5 separate regions of the Mus musculus genome follow, and all the other regions are linked to region 1. The links are chromatin contacts, called in public HiChIP or PLAC-seq and promoter capture Hi-C maps. All regions are on one chromosome and are shown on one strand. Each heading gives the region's core, a stretch centred on a gene start, on an enhancer-like site or on the middle of the called end of the contact. The rest is flanking DNA. Distances are from core to core; before and after follow the strand shown.

Evidence for each region. Promoter capture Hi-C pulls out the DNA fragments that hold promoters and counts their contacts. HiChIP or PLAC-seq counts read pairs in DNA pulled down with a chosen protein or histone mark.
Region 2: a contact with region 1 is called in a promoter capture Hi-C map of second pharyngeal arch cranial neural crest, with 2.3 times the contacts expected there. The contact joins the enhancer-like site here to the promoter of Dera in region 1. A contact is called at or near these places in 1 of 39 promoter capture datasets (second pharyngeal arch cranial neural crest), 2 of 115 datasets of contacts at active chromatin or transcription factors (astrocytes and epiblast stem cells) and 2 of 9 other capture datasets (adipose tissue and embryonic stem cells).
Region 3: an H3K4me3 HiChIP or PLAC-seq map of bone marrow-derived macrophages shows a contact between it and region 1, with 3 times the contacts expected there. The contact joins the enhancer-like site here to the promoter of Dera in region 1. A contact is called at or near these places in 9 of 39 promoter capture datasets (3T3-L1-derived adipocytes, the C10 cell line, embryonic stem cells and 5 more), 1 of 484 Hi-C or Micro-C datasets (bone marrow-derived macrophages), 4 of 115 datasets of contacts at active chromatin or transcription factors (bone marrow-derived macrophages, embryonic stem cells and microglia) and 4 of 9 other capture datasets (adipose tissue, embryonic stem cells, liver and 1 more).
Region 4: a promoter capture Hi-C map of liver shows a contact between it and region 1. The contact joins the promoter of Slc15a5 here to the promoter of Dera in region 1. A contact is called at or near these places in 2 of 39 promoter capture datasets (both in liver), 1 of 484 Hi-C or Micro-C datasets (liver), 1 of 115 datasets of contacts at active chromatin or transcription factors (bone marrow-derived macrophages) and 1 of 9 other capture datasets (embryonic stem cells).
Region 5: a contact with region 1 is called in an H3K4me3 HiChIP or PLAC-seq map of stem cell-derived neural progenitor cells, with 22 read pairs. The contact joins the enhancer-like site here to the promoter of Dera in region 1. A contact is called at or near these places in 5 of 39 promoter capture datasets (embryonic stem cells, frontonasal cranial neural crest, liver and 1 more), 1 of 484 Hi-C or Micro-C datasets (bone marrow-derived macrophages), 7 of 115 datasets of contacts at active chromatin or transcription factors (bone marrow-derived macrophages, embryonic basal ganglia, embryonic stem cells and 4 more) and 3 of 9 other capture datasets (adipose tissue, embryonic stem cells and liver).

Annotation. Positions count from the first base shown.
Region 1 is chr6:137,753,322-137,755,833 of GRCm38.p6, reverse strand. It overlaps Dera (deoxyribose-phosphate aldolase (putative)), which reads right to left and starts at 1,257. Exons shown (of 9, transcript NM_172733.1): 1 at 1,196-1,257. The coding sequence starts at 1,226.
Region 2 is chr6:137,361,192-137,363,703 of GRCm38.p6, reverse strand. The region is part of intron 1 of Ptpro (protein tyrosine phosphatase, receptor type, O); the gene reads right to left. Among named protein-coding and RNA genes, the nearest start is that of Gm52924, 88 kb to the right of the region's middle. Within about 2 kb of position 1,258, at least 17 of the 459 cell types and tissues checked have an H3K27ac peak or open chromatin away from gene starts, as enhancers often do. A contact at or near this core is called in second pharyngeal arch cranial neural crest, where this site is marked.
Region 3 is chr6:137,413,477-137,415,988 of GRCm38.p6, reverse strand. It overlaps Ptpro (protein tyrosine phosphatase, receptor type, O), which reads right to left. Exons shown (of 27, transcript NM_011216.3): 14 at 1,639-1,771. Among named protein-coding and RNA genes, the nearest start is that of Gm52924, 140 kb to the right of the region's middle. Within about 2 kb of position 1,253, at least 9 of the 459 cell types and tissues checked have an H3K27ac peak or open chromatin away from gene starts, as enhancers often do. A contact at or near this core is called in bone marrow-derived macrophages, where this site is marked.
Region 4 is chr6:138,078,661-138,081,172 of GRCm38.p6, reverse strand. Slc15a5 (solute carrier family 15, member 5) reads left to right here and starts at 1,257. Exons shown (of 9, transcript NM_177787.4): 1 at 1,257-1,596. The coding sequence starts at 1,257.
Region 5 is chr6:137,436,903-137,439,414 of GRCm38.p6, reverse strand. The region is part of intron 19 of Ptpro (protein tyrosine phosphatase, receptor type, O); the gene reads right to left. Among named protein-coding and RNA genes, the nearest start is that of Gm52924, 160 kb to the right of the region's middle. Within about 2 kb of position 1,259, at least 38 of the 459 cell types and tissues checked have an H3K27ac peak or open chromatin away from gene starts, as enhancers often do. A contact at or near this core is called in embryonic basal ganglia, neural tube and stem cell-derived neural progenitor cells, where this site is marked.

The DNA of each region.
Region 1 (2,512 bases), core at 8-2,507:
GGACAGTGGTGGCGTACGCCTTTAATCCCAGCACTTGGGAGGCAGAGGCAGGTGGATTTCTGAGTTCCAGGCCAGCCTGGTCTATAGAGTGAGTTCCAGGACAGTGTAGAGCTACACAGAGAAACCTAGGGGCTGGGGGCGGGGGGGGGGGGGGGGAGTAAAATTGGCTTAATTGCATCTCCTGAAAGGAAAATTTGAAACTTTAAAAGAGCTGTTGGGGGGGGGGGGGAATTATGTTACATCCTCGACCTTGTACAAAGATGCAGACTAGCTTCATCTTCAGCCCTTAGTCCATCTTCCAGGGTCACTGCTAAAGTTTACACTGCAGGGATAAAGTGTAAGGCTCTGTTGGAGAGAGGGACTAAAGTGCCATTAACCTGGTACAGAGACTACCTGTCAAGCATGCAATTCTAAACACTTCTAAAGTCTAGACTGGCAAGTCCCTTCTGAAAAGAGTAACCCTGTGTATCACTCACAGCCACTCAAAATCAGTCCCTATGAAAAGAACTTAGTGCGCTCATTATCGTTGCTTATTCAACACTAAGTGCAGAGAAATATACCAGCGGCTCCAAGTATCCCCTCCTCACACTATCCAAACCACCTTCAGACAGAAGTAGCTTCCTAATAAATAACTACTTTACAGATGCCGGTATATAAGCACAGAGTGAGTAATTTACCCAAAATCACACACCTAAGAGGGTCCAGGATACAAAGCAAACAATCTATTATGCAAAGTTAAGTCATTGACATTTGGCTCAGTCACGTTTTTGCTACGTTTGAATTACAGACTTTTAATTTTTTTTCCCAGAAATATCTGAACTAGTATCAATAAGGTGAAAAATAGTTTTAAAAAGAACATTTTGTCTAAGCATTTAAAATCATTTTTAGCAGACGGCGATGACCACCAGCACAGCCAACTTTGGGAATGGCTACGTGAGTCCGGCAGTAAATGAATGGCACACAAGTACCCGGCAGGCTTTTCACTCGGGTTGGTTTACTGCGACCACAGAGCTACATAGTGCAAAGATCTAATTAACCCTTCCTTGCTTCCGCTTAAAGGGTTAAGACTGCATAGAGCCTGGCGACAGGGCTGTCCCCGAGTTCTGCCTCAGTTCAGGTCTCCGCCCTCCGGGGATCGCCCTGGGCACCCCCACCCCCAACCTGGCGAAGGGGAGCGCAACCCGCTGGCCCTTACCGAGCTCTGTGCCCCGGCAGTGAGCAGCCATTGTGGCCACCGCTGAAAGCCAACCCTTGCTCCAGGTCGCCACACGGGCCTGGCCTTCCTCCTTCCTGTCAAGTCCCCGCCCAGAGCCACGCCCCTTTTGCAACGCCCTACCAAAGCCACGCCTCTTCGGTCCTGTACCACTTAAACTTTTCTCCAGCTCCTGGGCTTGGAGCCCAGCCAGGTCATCACCCTACCTGTTCCCTGTCTTTCCAGGTCAGGCCTGTGACTTGAGCATTCCCCAGCTCCAGAAGTCTCCCAGACCATTTTTAAATGCTTACATGGCCAATTGAACTAGACAGAATCAGACTTAGGAACTTTAGCTGTAGGATCATGTGAGTGGCAGGACTGGATTCTTTCTTGCATGAGCGGAGCAATGTAGTCTTGGACCCGAATTGTGGGTAGTGTTCCAGAGCCCTCAGGGGACAGCCAAGGTAGTCTAGGAGCTAGAACGCGCTGTAATTTCTAGTCTGGACTCAGTGAAAGAGCAGCTAGGACATAAGCTTAGGAAGACTCGGTTTCTTATTTTTGTTTTTTTTTTTTTTAAGATTTATTTTATGTATATGAGTACACTGTAGCTGTCTTCAGACACACCAAAAGAGGGCATTAGATCGCCATTACAGATGGTTGTGAGCCACCATGTGGTTGCTGAGAATTGAACGTAGGATTTCTGGAAGAGCAGTCAGTGCTCTTACCGCTGAGCATCTCTCCAGCCCTTTCGTTTTGTTTTTAAGACAGTTTGCTTTGTAATCACGGTTGGACAAGAGGTTGCTGTGTTGAATCTCCTGCCCCAGACCCCAGATCCCCATTGCTGGGATTACAGGCAGATGCTACATTCAATAAAAGGTCCAGCTTCTTTCATTTAGAAAATATAGTATTTTCATTTTTGTGTCTACACACATATGTGTGCATAGCACATGTGTTCAGGTATGTGCAAAGGCCAGGCCAGGCCACTCTGGACCAAGAGTTAGTCAGGAGCTGGGAACCATACTTAAGTGTTAAGAAGCGCAAGCACTCTCAACTGCTCAGTTCCCTCTTCAGGCCTGAAAAGAATTTTTTTAACTTAGTTCTGTGAATAATTGAGTATGTAACCTAGGACACACTACTGGCCTTAGTTCTGTGAATAATTGAGCATGTAACCTAGGACACACTACTGGCCTTTGTGAACTTCATTTTCCTTATCTGTAAGAAAGGATCGCGACAATTTCTTTGCTTTCTAAAGTTGAGATTCAGTGATGATTTTTCTCAGCCTGGTTTCTCTGAATTACTCCAGGTTCACAGTCTAGGGGG
Region 2 (2,512 bases), core at 9-2,508, 390 kb after region 1:
GAAAATGTCATTTCTTATGATATTCTTAATGCACGGTGGATAATGGGATTTAGTTACTATTCATTATGTATTGTGTTTGGATGCTGTAGAACTGTCCACACACATAGATACACACACACACACACACACACACACACACACACACACACACACACATCCATGAGTTATAAGAAATCAAGTTATTTTAGAAATCACAAAAATGAAGTTCAGAGATCCTTTGACATCCCTGAATGTTCATAGGTAATAAATTGCAGAGCAGGAATATAAACACAGAGTCCCTGACTCCCAGCCTTGTGCTATGGATGTAAACAGATTATTTTAGTTCAGTGTATTAACTGGAGATAATAATCCTTGTGCCTGTTGACTGCTTTAAGGAGTAAAAGAAAGATTGTATGTAAAAATGTTCATTACGAAAGCTTATCAAATAGCTGTCACTATGATGCCTTTGTCCTCAGGCTGTAAGGACCCGAAGAAAGAATGGCTTCCCCAGTACTGCCTGTCACAACCGTGCAGAGGTGTTGGGGAACTCCCTCAGCCCTGACCATGCTTGCTTCCTCTAGCTTATGCTTGACAGATCACTGGAAAGTATGATACGAAAATAGAAGGAACTTTGAAGATTAACAGAGTTGAATTCAAATCTGCTCCTTAGCTTTTTTCTCTTTTTAATTCTTCCCAGGTGTGTTCAACCTTGAGTTGTCTGTGAATTAATTCAGCTCAATGTATTTATAGATGACAATGTCATATTAAAATGTCAAAGGTTGGACATCCTCTTGGCCTTTGTTGTCTCAGGTAAGAAGAGTCAGAGATGCTAGATCCTTAATGTGAGTATTATGTGTGTGTGTGTGTGTGTGTGTGTGTGTGTGTGTGTGTGTGTGTGTGTGTGTGTGCATGCCACAGCATTTGAGTAGAGCTAACAAGAGAACTTGCAAAAAGTCTGACCTTGTAGGTCAGAGGGATTGGACTCAGGTCCTCAGGCTTGGTGGCAGGCACATTTACTCTGCTGCTGCTAATACATTTCTAATGTATTTCCTAACTGTTTTTCTTTAGACTGTGTACATTTTAGAAGCTGCATTTTTATAGGCTGCAAATGCTAAGGATAACATATGAACCAGTAATTCTATCAGTCCCTTTACCCACTCACTGGAGCTATGCTTCTGTGACATCATGAACAAAGTCATTTCTTTTGCCCTTAGCACTGTGACAGCCTGAGCTCACCTGTTTGAGTGGGGTAACCATGGAAACCGTGTTAATACTAACAGCGCTGAGAAATCTGGAAACCCGGGAACTGTGCTTAGCCGATGATTGATTGGAGGGAGGAGGTGGATTCTCAGCCCTGGGGCGGGGGATGGGGGGCATAAAATCCATATGCTCTTAGTAGGCCATGGGTAAGTTCTAGGCCTGTGACTCTCTTCTAGCTCAGTGTGCCGTGAGAGGAGAATGGTGTTGATAGGCTGATTTCGCCTTTTCTGGGTGAAGTTTGGAAACGGCTTCCTCTTGTGAAAATGCTTGGGGGAGGATGCTGATTCAGTCGCTAGAAGATACGTGTAAGATGGTAGTCCAGAGCTCTTAAGTCAGAAAGTCCGAGTTTAGTTAGACTTCCCTACAGCCGTGATGTATCTTTCTAATGATGATATCAGTTAAATAAATTCTGGAGAGAGAGTAGTCTGCTGCCCAAGACCACCACATGCTTGCTTAGGGACATTCTGTGCTTGCTTAGGGACATTCTGTGCTTGCTTAGGGACATTCTGTGCTTGCTTAGGGACATTCTGTGCTTGCTTAGGGACATTCTGTGCTTGCTTACGGACATTCTGTGGTTCTGTCCTTTAATGGCTTCCTTTTAAGATGCTTAGATCCACAGCAGTGTGTGAGACCTTTGATGGACTATAGTCTCTTCTGTCCATCACCACTAGGACTCTTTAAAATGTTCCCAGGATTCCCGGGTGGGGGATGTGGCGTTAAAGGGAACGGAGGGCGGTACGTCAAAGCCTTTTCGCAGTGTTTACTTTCAGACAGTAATGGACTTCACCTGCTGCAAAGAGCAGCTTCTTTGGTGGGGGTGGGAGCCACACTTGTCTGTGATGTCAGGATCAGCATTTAAAATTCAGTTAGGAAATGTGCTGGTTTAGTAAAGTAGTCATAGGTTATTACCTAAGAATCCTGACCTAACTGGCCATGGGTAGTTGGCTGTTTCCAGAACTAGGTGTGATTTCCCTCCTACTTAGTGGGCCTTTCGTCCAGCTGGACAGCTGTTAGTTACTGCCGAGGCACCTTTAGGGACATCTTGCCATGCAGGTCATTGCTGTGCCTCATCACATGGTCACATCAGGGTAGGCTCAGAAAACCTCATGGAAGACAGATGGCAAAGATCCTAAGTTAGAGGACCAAGAAGTCTGCCATTGTGACATTGTGAGTTCTACATATGACCGAGGTGTAACATCCATGAAATCTCGACAATATGACTGCCTAACAAGACCTAACCAACTCTAATACCAGTTGACACCCCAAAGTGAAA
Region 3 (2,512 bases), core at 4-2,503, 340 kb after region 1:
GGTGAGTTTGAAGTTAGCCTGAGCTACTTGTTAACCCATCTCAAAACCCCACAGAGCCAATCCTTAAGGCCTTAAGTACTTGCTATATGTCACCTCTACTCAGGTTTGTGGCTGAGTGCTGGGAAGAAAGAAGAACAGGCCATCAGCTCCATGGGGAGCCATATTTACCTCCCAAGCTTATTTGTTTACACTTGTAAGTAAACTGGACCAAAAAAAGTCACCTGTTGCTCTTGTTTTCCAGGGTACAGACAAGAATTCATAGGCATTAAAGTGCATTTTAAAAAGTGTCACAGAAGCCACCCATGGTGGCAAACGACTTTAGCTCCAGCTTTTGAAAGAAGGAATGAGTCAGGAGGATCCCTGTGAGTTTGGGAAGGAATGATGCAGAAGGATCCCTATGAGTTCCAGAAGGAATGATGCAGGGGGATTCCTACGAGATCCAGGCTAGCCAGGACTATGTAGTTAGAGCATAACTCAACTTTACTCTTCATCAAAAACCAAACCAAACCATCCAAACAAGCAAATAAGAACACTCCAACAAAAACCCTGGAGGAAAGGGTCCTGAGTTGTAAGATGAAGGAGTGTTAAACATTGCCCACGTGTACTTCTGTCTTTTTTTCTAACAAAGGAAAAGTCAACAGAAAGGCCAAAAGCAAAACAAAGCAGAGCTGGCACTACTCCTCAGTGTATCAGCCATAAGCCTGCAGCTGGTTTGCAGACACAAAGGCAAATCCATTTAAAGGGACACAGCATTCCTGAGAGTGGCTGTCTGCACAGGGTCTTCACAAAGGGTCTAGAATTCCTGCTGCAAACAATGAACACGCTATACCACAGGAAAGGAACAAGAAGCCCTGTTCCAGACCCCACAGTAATCACCCATTTGCCTTTTAGCACGGCTGAAGTAGCGGCTTTCTTGCTTTGATTTTAAGTAGAAATGGTAACTGCTATTGGACCACGGCCAGCCAAGGGCCTGTACAGATGAGAGTGCATTGGTCAGGACTGTGTCTACCCCTGTTGAGGAGTCTAAGGATCACCTTGGTGATTTCTCTTGGCGGATGCCCTTTGTGTCTGGTGTACACTTTTAGGGCTTTCTGTATTTTTACTTCTAATTTTCTAAAGAACATTAAGCTAAAGCTGGAGAGACGATTCAGCGGTTAAAAACACTAACTGCTTTTTGCACCAAGTACAGGTTTGTTTCTCAGCACCCACATGCTTGCTCGCTACCATCTCGCTCCAGTTCCGGGGATCTGATACTCTCTTCTGCCCTCTGGTGGATGGCAGCAGGCATGTACACGGTGCACAGACATCCATGCAGGCAAGAAGATTATACCCATTAACATGAACATAGGAAGAACCTAAATAGCCCAAATCTAAAATTCATACTCTTTTATCCTATATTTACATATCATTTTTAAAAAAATGCTTGAAGACAATACGAATCTTTTTCTAAGTCACATGTTCTAGCCAAGCACACTTTGAGATAGGAGTCAAGGGCTCCCTGAACCTGTAGCTTGGGGTATTTTCAAAGGAAGACTGACTCCATCAAAAAGGCAAGTTATATGTATTGAGAAGGAAATACTAAAAAAAAAATAATGAAGAAACTTCAAAAGACCAGATTGCCTCAGTCTGTATCATTACCCATTGTGGAGACAGCTATGAATGTAGGGACACTGGGAGTGTCGTGGCTGAAGCTGGTGACACTGCAGTTGTAGGCAGTGGCTGGGAGGAGGCTGGAGATGGTCACCACGTGGGACGACACAGCTACTGGCTCCTGGGGATGGAGAAGATAAAACACATTTCACACCATCCTCTTGTTTGTGAAAGTATTCTCCATATTAAGAATGTTATGTTCAGAATAAAAACATAATTAAAAGATGGAAAAGGTTAATAGTGAAAAACTCCCCCCCTTTCTCTATTCCCTTCCATGTTACTCTGTCCCATGGAAGCAGCCCTCATTACTGAGTGTTTTTTTCCTTGTACCTAGTTGATGGGGGCATAAAGATGATGTCACGGCTGATGTCACAGCTGACGTCACAGCTGACGGCGATGACTGGTGATGCAGCTTACACACTACTCTGCCTATTTACACTTGAATCATCTGTTGTCATCTTTGCTATAAATTCATATTAAGCTGATTTATTCTTTTTAAAATGGAAAACATTAAAACTGCATGCACAAAGGTTTGTCAGTCTGTCTGTCTGGGTACTGCCTGCACCCAGTGCCTGCGGAGACCAGAAGACGGTACACTCTCCCCTGGAAATGGAGTTGCAGACAGTTGTCAACAGCTATGTAGGTTCTGGGAAACAAACCTAAGTTCTCTACAAGTGCAGCAGGCATTGTCAACCTAAAAGCCATCTTTCCAGCTCCCATTTACCCTTCTGAAGGAGGGCACACACGTCCATTTAAAGTTCATCTTGCCAGCCTCCTACAGATGCAGGTTTCAGTGGTCTGTGGATTTCTCTGTGTGCTGCTGTGAGCGACACTAAGTAAGCATCATCTTGTAACCATAGAA
Region 4 (2,512 bases), core at 8-2,507, 330 kb before region 1:
TCGGACTCCTAAAGGTTGTAGAATCTTACCACAGGTGCTGAGTATTCAACACGTAAGCCCATGGGGGGCATTCATGTTCAACCCACAGTAGCTATTACAGCCAAGCAAGGGACAGAAGCTGGGCAGATCAGAACATCAACCTGTCCATGGAGACTGTAATCAGAGGTCACATCAAAACATTTCACTCTTTCCCAATGTGACAAGTGATAAGAACCAAAGTCCACAGCCTTGATCAATCCTTGATTTTATACTCCAACATGAAAATAAATCTTGCTTGTTAACATTTTACTACCTGACCCAGTCGTTCCATCCACTTGTCTTCCTGTCTCCAGGTAGCTAAACCCCCAAATGGTGAGCCGTTCTCATCCATCGCTGCCTTTGTGAACCTGATTGGTGCCCTCTTGCTTTCCAGCATGCAATGCTCACTACTATTGCAGGGTCAGAATAATGCTCAACTCAAGGTTCCCCGAAGCACATGTAAGCTGGTTGCTGTGTTCCTGGCTGCTGATTACAAGCCAGTGAGTCAAATGGTGCTTTCTGAATCTCATTTCCTTGGAGAGGCTCTTCGACAAGTGTGGGGTCAACCTAAAGGAAGCAGAGTTTATTCAATATTTTCTCCTTTCATTAGTGAGTTTAAATTACTTCCTTGTAAACTCTGCTTGTTACCTGAATGTACTAGCACTTTTGTTTCTTAATTAACTTTCTTATCAGAATCCCAACCAAAAATAACAAGAAATGTAATCATGATAAGGTACCCGGCCCCCTCAAAACAGATTTCCTTCTGTGCTTTATCTCTTGGCTCTGTTCTGGCTTCTTTAATTAAAATATCAGAAATTATTAGACTCAAATTATTTCTTGATCTAGTGCTCAAATGCCCCTGAAAAACTGCTTCTTGAGCCTCCATATTTAAACCTTTATCTGCATGAGGCAGACGAGCTTCCTTACGTATGCAACTGGAGTCACGTGATTCAATATAATTTTGGATGAAGCGTCTAATTTGGTCTCTAAGTAATGAAACAAACAAATCAGATGTGGCTGTGCTGAGCTTTGAGTGTTTAAATGCTCAGGTCTTCTCTCTTGGGCTTCCAGATCATCAAAAAATAGCATTCATGTGCAAAAAAGCTCAAGAAATTCTAGCATGGAGATGTGAAATTCTAAGCAGCCGTCTTTTTTTTTTCCATTAGAGGAATAGGGTTAAAAAAAAAAGACACTAGGTCCAAGCAACTCACATAAGTGATAGTCTAGGAAAAGCAGTCATGCCCATTACAGACTTCATCATAAATGATGAAAAAACACCCTTAGTCTTACATGGTGGCCCTGAGCAGTGGAAGACAGTGGGCCCTTATGGATGTTTTCGAGTTGGAATCTGCTTGCTTCTGGTGGAGCTGTGTGAGAGGTTCACTTTCTTCGAAGTCGTCTGCAACATGATCCCCTTTTGCACAGGGAGGCTTGGCTCCTACAACCACCAGGCAGCCATGCTCAACTTGGGCTTTATTGGAACCTCAGTCCTTACCCCTGTGTTCATGGGATGGCTTGCGGATGAGTACTTCGGAAGGAACAAACTGATGTACATAGCCTTATCTCTACATTTCCTAGGTGAGTGTCCCCTAATGACAGTATTTGGGGGAGGGCACAGAGATACATACATTTTTGTTAAGAATTTTTAATTTTGCTCCCACCCTGTCCTTAGCATAAAATACAATAAGATATGTCATTTCAATTTATTTCATTCTTTGTATTATTTAGGCTGTTAGTAGGTGTGTATATTGAGTTTTCCAGGATTTTTAATACTTAGAGCATTGCGATTACTATATTTTATGCTAAGTATATCTTTGTATGTCAGTGTCCTATACACCTCGCAATGCCCCCTGCCTCCCTCTTTGTGCTTTAACTCAAATTTGTGGTAGATCCTCTATGAAACACGGAATTCATTTGCTTCACAACTGGAAGAAATATGCTGAAAAGGTTGTGGAAGTTCACGTAGAATAAACTAAGAAGTGTTTGGCTTTTATAATCAATCATATGGTAATTAGAGTTCATATAAAGATATGTTTTCTGGATTTTAAGATCAAGTGATATGATTTAAAAATAAGTGAATTCAGACAGGACAGTATGATTGTTTATACAAAGAACAATGAACAGAAGCTTGGAAATGCTTGACGAGGCATAAAGAGCAAGCTGGTTGATAATCTACCAGTGTGAGTGTGTGTGTGTGTGTGTGTGTGTGTGTGTGTGTGTGTGTGTGTGTGTGTAGGTGAGAGGACAGCTTTTAGAAGTAGATTTGTAGATTTTTTATCTTACATATTGTTTGAGGCAGAGTCCCTGTACTGGCTGGTTTTGTGTCAACTTGACACAAGCTGGAGTTATCACAGGAAAGGGACCCTTGAGGAAATGCCTCCATGAGATCCAGCTGTAAGGCATGTTCTCAATTAGTGAACAAGTCAGGAGGGCCCATTGTGGGTAGTGCCATCCTTAAGCTGATAGTCCTGGGTTCTATAAGAAAGCAAGCTGA
Region 5 (2,512 bases), core at 10-2,509, 320 kb after region 1:
TGTCACACTTCAAGTCTCTTCTCAATGGTTCCTTTAAGGAATTCGGAGCTAGAGGACTACTCTGGAAGAGGAATCTGTGGATCTCTGAAAGATTTTAAAGGGAAGAGACATTTAAGGGAAGAGACGTTGATTGAGAAGAGCGGCCCTCTCATCCTGTGTGTCTTGATTCAAGCATTCTTCACAGAGCCCATGCTCTGGGAATCCAGCTTTCGGTCCTGGGCCTCTTTCAAGTTGGAGATACTTGCTGTCACCCGATACTGGCCTGCACAGTTGCCATCAGCCTGGATGGAGCAACCTCAGTGGCCCAACTGTTTCTTTCTTGTTGATGCTTCATCAGTTTTTGCTTCTCAAGATTATAGAATCTTACACTGTTTGGGCTACGAGGTAGTCAGCCGTTCTTGAAGATGAACTGGCAAGTAGGTGCCTCAGTACAAATTTAAATTTTTCCCCATTTCAGATAAAAAAAAAAAAACCTTTGCACTAGTGTCCTTATAAAGCAGAAAACTGCCATTGTAATTGCACAAGTTTCTCATCAAGGTTTTCCAATGGCTTGCTATATTACTCTTGTGAGATAAACACAGACACACACACACACACACACACACACACACACACACACACACACACACAATCTCTAGTTTTGCAAAACTTAACCCAAATCAGCATTATTTTTTAAGGTTAATTAGAGTAATCATGAGCTTATTTAAATTATGGGTTTTTTTTTCTTCCATTGATTAAGATATTTTACAAGTGGAGTTTCTTTAGAAAGAACCATAAAGGATAATTTGTCCAAAAGAGATTATTTTTCAAAATATCTTCCTTAGTTGTGTGTGCCACTTATAAAGAATCGGTTTTTTGAAAGCAGCTCAAAAATCGTCAATGTAAGTTTAGCCATCCTCAGACAAATCTTACAACTTTCCCATCCTTTGCTGGCTTGTGTACTAGCAAATAGAATTATTAAACTCAACAAAGGCAAACATTGCCCCGTGAACACCAACTGTGAAGCATTCAAAGGTGGTGTGGTTGTGTTTGTTTTTGCTTTGCCTGACCTGGGTCTATAATGACTCCTTTCTTCGCCTTTGTGTGGACAGAGTCACAACTCTCCTCAGCTTTCCGCCAACAATTTGGACACAGACTAAAAAGCAACTCGGAAAGGCCTCGGATACAAAAGAAACCTTGGAAACAAACCCAGAGCTGGAGAGCGGGCTGAGCACGTGGACACTGACTCTCTAAGAGACCTGAAATTCAGTGCTGCGGTCCCAGTTGAAAATGCCCTAAGTTGGTAAGAGCTGCTTAATTGGCTGAACACTGTAAATGTAAATTAGCCAAGTAGAACTGCAGCGGAGCCTGAGCCGGCCCGAAGCTGGGTGTACAAGCGAGCAACTCTGCAGGCTTTGTAATTTAGCTTGTCACCCAATGGAAAACCAAACAAGGTCTCAGCTCAGGTCACTCTGCAGGGAGTTTCCCTCGAGCCATAGAGACACCGCAGAGGCTTAAATCTTCATTACAATAAAGTGTAGGGGTGACGGGCTGAAGCCACATAAATCATTTTCCAGTTTCTGTTTGCCCATTTTGCTTCGGATATAATCAATCATGTTTTTTATTTACTGGAGACGTCCCCATGGGTTGAATGGTGTTCTCCAAGGAGCTGTGTCCATGTCACAACCTATGAATGTGGACCTTTTGTAAAAGTCTGTGGGGATAAGTCACTCTGTATGGATTGCCAGAGGAGAAGCCATGTAGAGACTGGTTAGAGTCTGGCTTGATGTAGCTGCCAGTGGAGGGACACTTGGGGCCACCCAAAACTGAGCAAGGTACACAAGTGCTCTCCCCGGAGGCTCCAAAGGGAGCGTGTTCAGCTCCTGAATCTGAACTTGGAGAGCACAGATCTATTGTTTCAAGCCAAGAGCACTGTAATGACTTCCTAGAGCCTAACAGAGTCACCAAGCCCAGTGGCCATCTATATTGGGCCAGAGACAGTTGAAGCACCCAACTCCAGAGAAAGAAAGTAAAAACATGCACTGTGTATGTGTATATGCCTCTGTGTTTGTGTGTGTGTGTGTACTGCCACAACTAAACATCACAGAGTTGAGGTTTTAATCAAAAGATGCTATTATTTTTCATAGTCATGGGGGCTGAAAAGCCCCAAACCAAGTTGCCAACAATGTAGATTTCCTTGTTAATCTTTGGCTTGTAAGCAGCTGTCAGCTCTGTGTGTTCCCATGTCTTATCAACGTGAAGCTCAGGGGAAGAAGAAGATGGCAAACTCACTAGTTTCTCTTATATTAAGGCATTAACCTCACCACTAGAATCCCAGCTCCTTTACTCTGTGCATCTTAATTACCTCCAAAGGGCCTCATCCTTAAATACTGTCAACGAGGCAAGGCCTTCCATGGATTGGAAGAACACAGTCAGCCTGTAAGGCAAGCATAGGATTTTAGAGCTAGCAACACCATCAGCAGATTGTGGTACTTAGCACTGACCTTGGAACAGACTGGGCGTTAGACGCAAG